Linked DNA regions of Mus musculus: all the other regions are linked to region 1. A link is a contact called in public HiChIP or PLAC-seq, Micro-C and promoter capture Hi-C data. All regions are on one chromosome and are shown on one strand. The core of a region is the stretch at or near the end of the contact, and the rest is flanking DNA. Distances in the headings are between cores, read along the strand shown.

Region 1 (2,749 bases), core at 184-2,683:
GGGTATCTTAGCACATAGTGATTATAAAGTAGAGGCAAGAGTTCTACGCCAAAGCATGTGGTGGTGGTGTATCCCTTTAAAACCAGTATTTGAGAGGCAGAGGTAGGCAGATCTCTGAGGTCAGCCTGGTCTACAGACTGAGACAGAGTTTCCAGGTCCAGGAAGGCTAGAGCCACAAGAGAAACTTTGTTACACAAGCAAGCCCACACCCCCACCCCACACCCCCAAACCAAATTAAAAAACAGAGATAAGTCAGCCTCAGCTACATAGCAAGTTGGAGGCAAACTTGCTTTCTAAAATAATAAATAAAAATTTAAATATATATACACATATATGATATAAATATAATAAACACATAGCTATAATAAATATAATATATAAATATATAAAATATATTTATACTTGGAATCTCCTCACCCAGGGTCCCATGTTCTGAGCACGTGTTAGCACGACAAAAATACAACAACAACAAAAAAAAAGGTGAGCTCCACAAGTGTCAGGCAGCTCTACTCAGGTAGGACCCTCCAGAGGCCATCACACTATTACCAAATTCTTACTTTTCCTGATCCCACAACTGCAGAGGCCATAGAGGCAAGAGGATCCCAGAAAGCTAAGACAGGAGCCTATCCTCCCGCCAGCTCTCCAGGGCTCAGCCTGCACCGGGGTGGGGTGGGGGGATTGGGGAACACATAGGGGTCGATGAAGGTCACAGGGTGAATGTATGTGGGGTGTCCACACAGGTGGTCGGGATCCTGAGTGAGGGGACTCCGGGTGTGAGGGAACCTAGGATGTGAGAGGACCTCGGGCGTAGGGAGCCCTGAGATGGGATGGGACCTGGCCTGGGAGCCGATCCCGGCGGCCCAGGCAAGACAACCAGGCGCTGGGAGCCTAGACCCCAGCCCCCTCCCTACTGGGCGTGTCTCCTCACCTTTCAGAAAGGCGCCCCCAACGCCTCCCGAGGCCTCCATGACCCGACCAGCTTGAAGCTGCGGGACCGAGCGTGCGCCGGCAGGAAGGCAGAGGGGTGCGCATGCGCAGGCCGTGCCCCCTGGGCTCGCCGCGTCAGGCTTAGGGGTGTGTGTGTGTGTGCGCAAGGGCTCCGGGTTCCCTTCCCTCGCCGAGAGCGCCCGGCTCAGTGACACACGACAGCCGAGACCTGATCGCTCACGGGCGGCCCTGAAGCTCTCCGGCGACCTGGCAGGAGTCAGCCCGCCGCACCGCGGCTTCAGGGCGCAGGTCAGCGCCGCGGTCGCTTGTCCCCGCAGGGTTCGCTCGTCCTCGTTGCGCAGCGCTCGGTGACCGGGGAGGGGACCCACCCGTGGGCCCTGCCTCAGCCCTGCACCCTGGAGCGCGAGCGGGACTGCTGCAGCGTCCGCGGGCCCTCTGGGTCTTCAAACCTCCCGCCCGCGAGTCTGCGAGGGGGCGGGTCGGACGCGGGCCCGCCTCCCCGCGCAAGGGCTGCCGGGAGAGGGAGGAGGACGGAGCCGCCTAGGGAGGACGGAAGCCAGGGAGTGCCTGCTCTTCTGTAGATAACAGTATCCTTTCGTCGCCTTAAGCGCCGGGCGTTAAAAACAAAAACAAAAAAACCACCCAACTGGTTTGGACAGACAGGTTGTTTTGGGTTTTGTATTTATTTGTTACACGTGTGAGTACTTTGCCTGCTTGTACATATTTGCACCACGTGCGTGCCTGGTGCCAGTGGAGGTCACTAGAGGGCGTCAGATCCAATTACACATGGTTATGTGCCACCATAAGGGAGCCAGGGACCAAATTCGGGTCCTCTGCTAGAGCAAATGTTCTTAACCACTGAGCCATCTCCTTAGCTCCTGGTTGGGTGTTTAGAGAGATGGCCTTGGTTTCTAGCTCACAACACTCAGCCCTTCTCCCGACTCAGCCTTCCCCAAGAGCTAGGATTACAGACTGGCCCAGCAATTTGGCTTTAAAAAAAAAAAAAAAAGATAATTTATATAGATATACACACACATATACATATATATATATTTCAAAATTATTTTAAATGTACATATTAAAATATATAATATATATAATTTTAAAAAGCCAAATTCCGAGTGATGAGCTGTTAATGGGAATTCACGAATTGAAGCATCTTCACTAACACAGTGGGAGAGCTTTCACTAGGCAGTGCAAAGAGAAACTCAAGACAAAATGGCTGCTTAAGGTGCCCAGTAACATACCACAGTGTCTGCTGGCCTCCAGGCTTACGTGGTACCTGTGGCTCCTTTTAGCGTTTCTCAACCCACCTCCTGCTCTAAACTTCTCCAGCTCTTGGGCTTCAGTTCCCCAAGCTTCTCATTCCTATATAACCCCGCCATTTCAGGCTGGTACTTAGTCCTACTGACCCTCTCTCTCTCCCCCCTCCCCTCCCCCTGCTCCTCCCCCTTTCCCTACCCCACCCTCTGTCCTCTCTTTTGCTTTTCTCTCTTCTCTTCCACCTTTCTTCCCAGTGCCCACTCCTCTCATGGCCTGACCTACCCTGCTGGCCAAGTCCGATAGAGAGCTTTCTCTCCCTTCTGTGGACTTTTCCAGATGCCTCAGGCTGAACTCTCCCTCCGATCTAAATAACCCTCCCCTCGGCTGTATGCTCTCACTTTATACAGGCAGTAAGAGCAGGACTAGGATTCCTGAGAAGGGAACACAGAATCAGAACCATGGCTTGGTTCTCAGACTTCCTTATTTGGCTATCTTAGGTGAACCGGCATCTTATCTCCTCTTACTGTTGGGACCCTTT
Region 2 (2,749 bases), core at 185-2,684, 340 kb before region 1:
AAGAGCAAGTGCTCGCAAGCTGGGGGAGTGACCTCCTTGAATGTTTGTATTTCAAAGCGATGTTCTCAGGTCCTTGAGGTGGGTCGTTGTGAGGGTGGGGTAGGAGATGGATAAGAACAGTGAGGGCCCTAGTTATCTCTCATTGTGTTTCCACCCGGCAGCTGTGATTCCTCAGGCAGGAAGTTCAAGGGGCTGACAATTCACCCCAGGAATGTAGCCTTGGGCTGTTAGATCAGTGCCAGCATCTGTCAGCCATCTTAGTGTGGGCTACATAGAAACACTTGTGCCAAAGCTCAGTCTATTTTCCTGTGTCTGTGACTCTGGGGATGTTCCCATGAATGACGTCAGCAAGCCTTCCTGGGTAGAAACATTCCCCCTGGAGCCTAGCTTCTGTTCGGTGGAGGCTCCTTGGTTTGTGAACCCCAGCAGGTACTAGGGACAGGAGGGAAGAGGTGCAGATAGCAGACCCCCAGGTATGGTGACTCTCTCTTGTCCCCACAGGTTATGCTGCTGGAGAACTCCATACTCTTACTACTGGCCACTGACTTTCTGCAGGGAGTACCAGGGACCAGCCTGTGGACTGTGGTGGGAGTCTTGTCTGGATTTCTGATTGGTAAGACCTACTGAGCCTTCTTAGCCACACTTCCTTTCCAACTTGTATTTGTATTTTATGTTTATTCTTTTCATTTTCAAGTGTGTGCACATATGTTATATACATATGTATGGTATATATGCATGGATGTGCATATATTGGTATGTGTAGGGATGCTCATGTGTGGTGTGTATGTGGAGGCCTGCAGCTGATGTCAGATGTCTTCCTTAGCCACTTTCCACTTACTGAGTCAGGGGTTCTTACTGAACCCACAGCTCACTAATCCCTGATTGTCTTGCGTATAAGAAGAACAATTGTTTTGTTGTTGTTGTTTTGTTTTGTTTTGTTTTTTCTTATTTAGGAACCTAGTACTGGCTGTTGCTAGGCAACTGTTGGGCGGAGCCTAGAGGAAATGCTAACAGGAAGGACAGGGAACAGGTTAGGGGCAGTGGGCAGGGGATGGGACCCATGCTGTAGGTAAGTGCCCTAAGACTCTGAGCTTAGCTTTGTAGACCTGACTAGACTGATGGGGGCCTCAAGGAAAGGTAGGAGCAGCCACGTCTGTCCAAAATGCTGCCTATACATTGAGTGGCCGATTTCTAAGCAGCATGCTTGCAAGTGAATGGCCAAACAGCGAGGTGTCCAGGCAAGAGTTACTCCGCCACCTACAAAGTGGCCTCTGTCTAGTCATCTTCCTGCGGAGAGGGGATCCACTGGGATATGATGTGACAGTCCTCACAGCTGAGAGACCTAACCACTTCGTTCACAGGCGGTATGACCCAGTCCAGTAAACAGGATAGGAGGAAGTAAAACTGCCCTGTCATCTTAGAAAGGACTGGGCTGTGTCATGCTGCTCCGTTGCCCAACAGCAGGTGGCGCTGGACACATCTGTGACTCCTTTGGCCTCCTGGCAATCTCCAGCAGGAAAGGGAGAGTATGTCAAAAGACAGAACAGGAACAACCAAACTGAGTCAGTCCTTAAACTCGGGCATTATAGAAAATTATATTTAATACATGTTTAAAGTCATATCATCGTATGTTATTGACAGACATGATGGTTTGTTTCTATAACTCCAGTGCTTAGGAGGCAGAGGCAAGAAGAGCATTGTTGTGAGTTCTAAGCCATCATGGCCTACATAGTAAGTTTGTGGCAAGCCTGGGCTAAGAAGAAAAACCCTATTAAAATATATATATCCAGAAACAGATCATGGGTAGAGTGCTTGTTTAGCATTCAAGAAGCCCCAGGTTTCATGCCCAACACTATTATAAATGAACCGTACAAGCAGTGCGATCCAAACACTTAGCTGAGACAGGAGGATTGACTCAGGTTTGAGACCAGCCTGGGCTATGAATCAAGGCTTCATCTCAAGAAAACAAGTAATATTTTTTTAAAGAGAACTATAGTATCAAGAACACAGACTTGAGATAGTTCCTGCCCAAATCCAGGCTCCCTGTTTCCTTCTTTCACTGGACAAACGTGTATTGAGTGCCTACTACACACCAGCCTGGAGCTACAGCCAAGAATCCAGCAGGTGGCAGGATCCTACAGAAAATCAACACACCCGGTGCCTCTGGCCATGGCAGATCCCGCTGCCTAACTGGTGCCCGGGGTGCACAGGGTAGTGTTGGGTAACATCCTCTGGCTTGCTGTTCTTTCCTGACCTTGCTGGGATTTGTTTGCCAAAGATGAGTGACTGCATATTGCTAGGGCTCAGTGAGAATCCAAGGCATAGAAGCTAGTATGTGAGCTATGTTCAATGCAGACAGGACTGCTGGTCCTTGTCCCCACTTCTGATTTTCCACAAACCAGTGCCCTGCCCAGGGCCTGCTCTTGTCCCCAGAGTCACTGAGGGTCTGGGGGCACTGTCCTTTGGGCTCTTCCTACGGTCTGTCATGCTGCCATCTCCTGGTGCCTTCAGCCCCCCTCCTCACACTTAGTTCCCATCTTCTACTCGCCTAATGAACACCCCTGAACACAGGCACTTTCTCCAGTGCGACAGGAAACTGGAAACAACGTGGGTGGCTTACTGGAATGCTCTGGTAAAGAGATTATTGCAGCAGTCAACACTTCTGATCGACACAAATGAAACTGACAACAATGTGATTAAGCTGTTTGTGCACAGAGGAAGTGTTGTTGTTGTTGTTCATGGAAATGCC
Region 3 (2,749 bases), core at 146-2,645, 300 kb before region 1:
AGAATTGGCTCGATAGGAGCAGCAGCGCCCTCCCCACAAAGGTGCCCGCCAGAAGGGAGGGCTCATTGACTGTGGTGGCGAGGCTCCCAGGGTCTGCTCTTCTCTCTGCTGTGTAGTATTTTCATCTTTGTGTGTAAGCCACTGTTTCCGAACTTGGATTCAGAACTATTCAAAAACTCAACTGTCAGCTTTTTTCCATGACCACTAGGTGGTGCCAAATCCCCGGTCGGTGTTCCACTTCAACTAGGAAACTAGAAGCGAAGCCCAAATGTAGAACAGAACTATACAATGAACAGGATGGGGGAGAAAAATGTCCTGAACCCTAAAGCCAGTCTTGGAGTCGTCGCAAAAGGAACCCCCTCAGTGGAAGCCCTTGCAGTAGGGTAGCCCCTCTTCCATGGTGCACGTTCCATAGGAGCTCCTGGTGCAGCCCACCTCTCTGACCCTGATCGCCCCGATTTCTCGTTCTCTGTGATTGGCTGCTCTCCCGCACAGGAAGTCGGAGCTGTTTACAGCTTCTACATCCACAAAGGGGCCTTTCCCCAGAGATGGCCAAAGGTAGCTCACTCATTGTGTTTACCAGGCTGACTGTAAAACTTTCAATACTAGCTGTCCTCTGGTGGCAGCCCCAGGGTGGCCGTGGGGCTTGGGGAGGTGGCTTCATTCACTGCCTTGGGGAAACTGACTTTCTGGGCAAGTTACTGAGAGAGGTCTTATCTGCAGCTTTCCCTTGCTCCCTCCCCCTGAGGTGAAATACCTTACCAACTCAAGTGTAAATAACAAAGACAAGAAGACAAGGTGGGGAGGGGTGCGGAGGGGTGGGGAGGGGTGGGGAGGGGTGGGGAGGGGTGCGGAGGGGTGGGGAGGGGTGGGGGTGGGGGGAGGGCGAGGCAGGTGGGAGCCTTCTCCTCCAGCACAAAGGGCCCGACTAACACTCCTACCACAACAGACAGATTACAGATTGGCAAGAGAAAAGCATAATCAATTTACTTAATGGCAGATTTATGGATGCCGTAGAGAATGAAGCCCTAAAGACTGTAGGGGAAATCCTTTAGGTTTCTGTTGCCTTTGGATGAGGGATGGACAGCCACATTGGAATGTGACTGAGTCGAGATCTGACCTAATGTGACAGATAGAGGGAACCTTCAAAACCTACAGCATCTCTTCCTTCCCACCCACTTGAGAGGCAAGGCACCTCCAGGTTCTAGGCTCTCTTGGGGACTCTAGGACTTTTGGTGGGAAGGGCAGGTTAGGTGACAGGACACAGAAAGACTAGACCCCAATGTTTTGGGAATCTTTCCTGGGTCACCCTGCCTGCCCTGTTAACTGTCCAAGGAAATTCCACCACAAGCCAGTCTCAGCAGGTGTTGAGGGCAAGGCTGAAAGCCCCTCCCTCCAGGAAGCTCTTTTGTCAGCTCAGCTGTGGTCACAAAGTAACCAGGTGGGCAAGTCTACTAGAGACAGCTCCACCTTACAGTTCTGGAGGCTGGGACCAAAAACAAGGCTAAGTAACTCTATGGATGACGGCCTGCAGGGCACACACAGCCCTGTAACCCCTTATTCCTTGTCTTAGTTAAGTGATAACCATAGCTTGTGTCTAAATAATCCAGCACAACTGATCCCTTGTCTAGTTGACACAAACGTCACTGTTAAGTCACCACCTTTCCTTTCTTTTTCACCCAAGACCACAGATCACATCAATATAAATATCACAATATAAAACATTCATAAACTTAAAAAGTCTGTCTTTTTACAAATACAGAAACTTGGGGCTGGAGAGTTGGCGCAGTGGTTAAGGGCACTGATGACTGCTCTTCCAGAGGTCCTGAGTTCAATTCCTAGCAACCACGTGGTGGCTCACAACCATCTGTAATGGGATCTGACACCCTCTTCTGGTGTGACTGAAGAGAGTGACAGTGTATTAAAAACAAACAAACCAACAAACAAAAAGCAAACAAACAAAAAAACAAATACAGAAACTTTAAAACTCACTCTGTTTAGAAGTCCAAAGTCTCTTTTAAAAGATAAATCAAAGATAAATACTTTCTTACTTCGAGAAGGAAGAACCAGGGCACACTCACAATCAGACCAAGGCAAAACCACTCCCCAACTGTGTAAGTAACTTAATGTCTAATGTCTGGGATTCACTCACAATTTTCTGGGGCCCCTCAAAGGGCTCGGTCACTTCTCCAGCTCCACCCTCTGCAGCACACACAGCTTGTCTTCTCAGCCTCTGTGGCTCTACTCCACCGCGGCTGTAGTTCTTGGTGGTCATCCTGTGGTACTGTCATCTCCAAAATGCTAGGGTCTTCTGCCGCAACTGGGCTGCACTCTCACCAATGACCTTTCCTGGTCTCTCACAGTGCTCTCCGTGACTCCTTCATGATTTCAAAATTGCTACCACCCGGGTAACTCTTCCATGACCAAATTGGGCCACCAAGATGAGGTACAACCTTGGCTACCTCTGGAACATAGCTTCAGCATACTGACTCTCAAGAAACACTTCCCAGATTTTGCCTCTCTGATACCAGTCTCTTCTTAGTCAGAAGAACTAAGTCACTGTTAATTTCTCAGCTCCAGCTGACGAGCATCCATTGCCCCAGACAAGCACAGGTTTTACTTCAGTGACTCTAGTCTCTTTTTTTTTTTTTAAGATTTATTTATTGATTATATGTAAGTACACTGTAGCTGTCTTCAGACAGTCCAAAAGAGGGAGTCAGATCTCGTTACAGATGGTTGTGAGCCACCA
Region 4 (2,749 bases), core at 144-2,643, 270 kb before region 1:
AAACACATAAAATAAATTAAAAATAATAAATACGTAAAAGAGGCCACAGGAGGCCAGGAGGGAAGGATAGAAAATTAAAAAGACAAAAGTCTACACCTCCATCCTTTAAGGAATTAAAATATGGACTAGGAACCAGAAACATATATACACAGGCATTCAGTTACATAAAATAAATTAAAGATAATACATAAATGGGCAAAATAATTAAGATAATGTCTACACTCAGAGCCTTTAAAGAACTGAATCATGGACTCAGCTACAGAGATTGGTGTGACACCATTATGGACTAAATTTCCCCCTCCCCCCTTAACTCTTACATTGAAGCTTCAGCTTCCACAGTGACTGTGTATGGAGACAGGGTCTTTAAGAAAATCATTACAGTTAAGTGAAATAAGGGCACTAGCTGAGGCCCTGCTGGTGGAACACCCACCAAGGATGTCCACATGTGGGAAAGGCCGGCTCAGAACACAGGGAGAAGGCTGCAGTCTATAATCCAAAGAGGTGGGTGTTGGGAGACAGCAGTACCACCCACATCCTGACCTTGGGGAGACTTTCAGCCTTCAGAACTGTGAGAAAACACATTTCTCCACACTTCACACTCTGAGCTCAGAGTCTGCTTTTAGCTCCTGTCTGTCACTCACTAACTACTTTTGAATCAATTTCCGAACATTACCGATTGTCAATTCTGCACTTGTAGCTTTCTATTGGACTCCTAGGTATTTGTATTTCTGCTACTGGACTTAAATATACGGACAACCAGCCATCTAGACACACACCATCAGGAACCGTGAAGAAGAGCTAGGGAGGTGGCTCAGTTTGGAAAGTACTTGTCTCACAAGTTACGAGGACCCACATTTGGATCCCTAGAATCTAGTAAACAGCTGGGCGTAGCAGCACACACTTGTAACCTAAGTAAAGGTAAGGAGGCAGAGACCGGTAGATGCCCAGGGCTCACTGGCCGGCTAGCCTGGGCAACTCAGCAAAGGTCTAGGAGACTGTCTCAAAATAAGAGTGGAAGGTGCCTAAAAAGTGACACTCACACTTGTACTGAAAATTGTCCTTCGACCTCACATGCATCCACGTGTGCACACAAGCACACATATGCATGTGCACACATATAGAATTCTAAATAAAAATACTAGTAAAAGTCGCTTTAAAAAATGTCTGAACTAAGGCTGTCACTCAGTAGCACACATATGACCCCATGTTCAATCACGGGTACCATAAAACAAACACATAAACAAAAAAATCAGATATAGTTTCATTAAATGGTGTTAAGTTTGAAATAAAAGGGCAAAGACAAAGTTTACCTGAGCAAAGTAGAACCCATACAGCGGAAGCCATTTTAACTTGTCTTTCAGTACGTAGCGCACATGTCCTAGGGCATCCTGTCTGGCAGCCAGCATGTCCGCAACAATCCAGTCAACTGTAAGGCAGACCCAAGTCAGTACCTCACAAGTCAGCTCCAACCTTCCCTCCCAGGAACAAAAACTCATCTTCACAGCACAGTCTTTGTAACATGTCCTGAGAATCTAACTATGGAGGCAGAGGCAGAAGGCGCACAGGCTCAGAGTCAACCCGGTGTACAGAGCAAGTCCCAGGAACACTAGGGCCACATAGCAAGACCTAGCCTTAAAAAAGCTTTTAGTTTTTTTAAAAATAAAGTATGATTAAAATGCTTAAAACAAAGCCAACTACAGACACATTAAAAAATATACCCCCTCCCCAAAACTCAAAAAAAAAAAACAACCAACAAACAAAAAACCCTTAAATCAAGGAGGTGTGTGTTTTTCCTGTTTTTTGTATTTTTTTTTTCCTCTGTGTAGCCCTGGCTCTCCTGGAACTATGTGGACAAGCTGGCCTTGAACTCAGTGATCCACTTACCTCTGCTGGGATTAAAGGCTTTTCTCATTTCTTAAAAGGCCATTTATTTCAAGGATAAAACACAAAGGTACAAAATACATGGGGCTGAAGAGATTTTGTTCAGTGGTTAAGGATTCAGTTGCTGCTTTCGCAGAGGGCCCAGGTCTGGTACCCATAAGCCAGCTCTGCCTCTAACTCCAGTTCCAACGGATATGAGGCCCTCCATGAGCCCCAAGTGCACCAGGCACATGCACAGTGCACAGGCATATATGCAGGGACTCAAACATACTCAGGAAAAGAAAGAACAAATGTTTAAAAGCTACAAAATACTAAGTAACCCAACACCCAAATACTAAATAACTGTTGAATAATATTTAATTACAGGTAAAAAAAATAAGAGATATTTCTTTTTAAATGAAGAATGGAAAATTATAAGGAAAAAAATGGCAAGTGAAACAACTGTAGCTAAATATCCCATATACACAATGTCTGACAAAAGGCACTACATTAAGAGCTGGAGAGATGGCTCAGTGGTTAAGAGCACTGGCTGCTCTTCCAGAGGTCCTGCGTTCAATTCCCAGCAACCACATCGTGGCTCACAACCATCTCTACTGACATCTGATGCCCTCTTCTAGCATGCAGGTATATATATGATAGGGCATATATATTAAATAAGTAAATAAATCTTTAAAAAGCAAGGCACCACATTAGGTTTTTACTAATGACTTCCTGGATACAGTGTTCAATTCTTACAATACCCAAACAAGGGTCTCGTGTGATTTACAATTGTGCGAGGTAGATATGTAGGTCTTATTTTGCAGCTTTTGAAACTGTGGGTTGCAAACTGATTTTAGTGGTCAAAAAAATTGTGAATAAAAGTTTTTAA

Evidence for each region. Promoter capture Hi-C pulls out the DNA fragments that hold promoters and counts their contacts. A called contact is a pair of places that touch in the nucleus more often than the background predicts. HiChIP or PLAC-seq counts read pairs in DNA pulled down with a chosen protein or histone mark.
Region 2: an H3K27ac HiChIP or PLAC-seq map of embryonic stem cells shows a contact between it and region 1, with 6 times the contacts expected there. The contact joins the enhancer-like site here to the promoter of Mcph1 in region 1. A contact is called at or near these places in 13 of 39 promoter capture datasets (the C10 cell line, the HPC-7 cell line, cranial neural crest and 10 more), 1 of 15 datasets of contacts at CTCF or cohesin (embryonic stem cells), 8 of 484 Hi-C or Micro-C datasets (the 3T3-L1 cell line, the HPC-7 cell line, LSK cells and 4 more), 35 of 115 datasets of contacts at active chromatin or transcription factors (the 230-238 cell line, the SCID.adh cell line, T-cell acute lymphoblastic leukemia and 18 more) and 5 of 9 other capture datasets (adipose tissue, embryonic stem cells, liver and 2 more).
Region 3: a Micro-C map of embryonic stem cells shows a contact between it and region 1, with 4 times the contacts expected there. The contact joins the enhancer-like site here to the promoter of Mcph1 in region 1. A contact is called at or near these places in 16 of 39 promoter capture datasets (3T3-L1-derived adipocytes, the C10 cell line, the HPC-7 cell line and 12 more), 2 of 15 datasets of contacts at CTCF or cohesin (the NIH/3T3 cell line and embryonic stem cells), 15 of 484 Hi-C or Micro-C datasets (CD4 T cells, CD8 T cells, the HPC-7 cell line and 6 more), 36 of 115 datasets of contacts at active chromatin or transcription factors (the 230-238 cell line, the NIH/3T3 cell line, the SCID.adh cell line and 22 more) and 4 of 9 other capture datasets (adipose tissue, embryonic stem cells, liver and 1 more).
Region 4: a contact with region 1 is called in a promoter capture Hi-C map of embryonic stem cells, with 2.7 times the contacts expected there. The contact joins the enhancer-like site here to the promoter of Mcph1 in region 1. A contact is called at or near these places in 5 of 39 promoter capture datasets (the HPC-7 cell line, cranial neural crest, embryonic stem cells and 2 more), 3 of 484 Hi-C or Micro-C datasets (embryonic stem cells, muscle stem cells and pre-pro-B cells), 17 of 115 datasets of contacts at active chromatin or transcription factors (the 230-238 cell line, the SCID.adh cell line, bone marrow-derived macrophages and 7 more) and 3 of 9 other capture datasets (adipose tissue, liver and pancreatic islet).

Annotation. Positions count from the first base shown.
Region 1 is chr8:18,593,815-18,596,563 of GRCm38.p6, reverse strand. Mcph1 (microcephaly, primary autosomal recessive 1) reads right to left here and starts at 1,433. Exons shown (of 14, transcript NM_173189.3): 1 at 929-1,433. The coding sequence starts at 968.
Region 2 is chr8:18,935,091-18,937,839 of GRCm38.p6, reverse strand. Xkr5 (X-linked Kx blood group related 5) reads left to right here. Exons shown (of 7, transcript NM_001113350.2): 6 at 502-613. Among named protein-coding and RNA genes, the nearest start is that of Gm40464, 14 kb to the left of the region's middle. Within about 2 kb of position 1,434, at least 144 of the 459 cell types and tissues checked have an H3K27ac peak or open chromatin away from gene starts, as enhancers often do. A contact at or near this core is called in the 230-238 cell line, the HPC-7 cell line, the SCID.adh cell line and 17 more, where this site is marked.
Region 3 is chr8:18,896,812-18,899,560 of GRCm38.p6, reverse strand. All of the region lies in intron 1 of Gm35934 (a long non-coding RNA gene), which reads left to right. Among named protein-coding and RNA genes, the nearest start is that of Gm35934, 4.1 kb to the left of the region's middle. Within about 2 kb of position 1,395, at least 35 of the 459 cell types and tissues checked have an H3K27ac peak or open chromatin away from gene starts, as enhancers often do. A contact at or near this core is called in the SCID.adh cell line, double positive thymocytes, embryonic stem cells and 2 more, where this site is marked.
Region 4 is chr8:18,867,570-18,870,318 of GRCm38.p6, reverse strand. It overlaps Agpat5 (1-acylglycerol-3-phosphate O-acyltransferase 5 (lysophosphatidic acid acyltransferase, epsilon)), which reads right to left. Exons shown (of 8, transcript NM_026792.3): 3 at 1,311-1,426. Among named protein-coding and RNA genes, the nearest start is that of Agpat5, 23 kb to the right of the region's middle. Within about 2 kb of position 1,393, at least 4 of the 459 cell types and tissues checked have an H3K27ac peak or open chromatin away from gene starts, as enhancers often do. A contact at or near this core is called in embryonic stem cells, where this site is marked.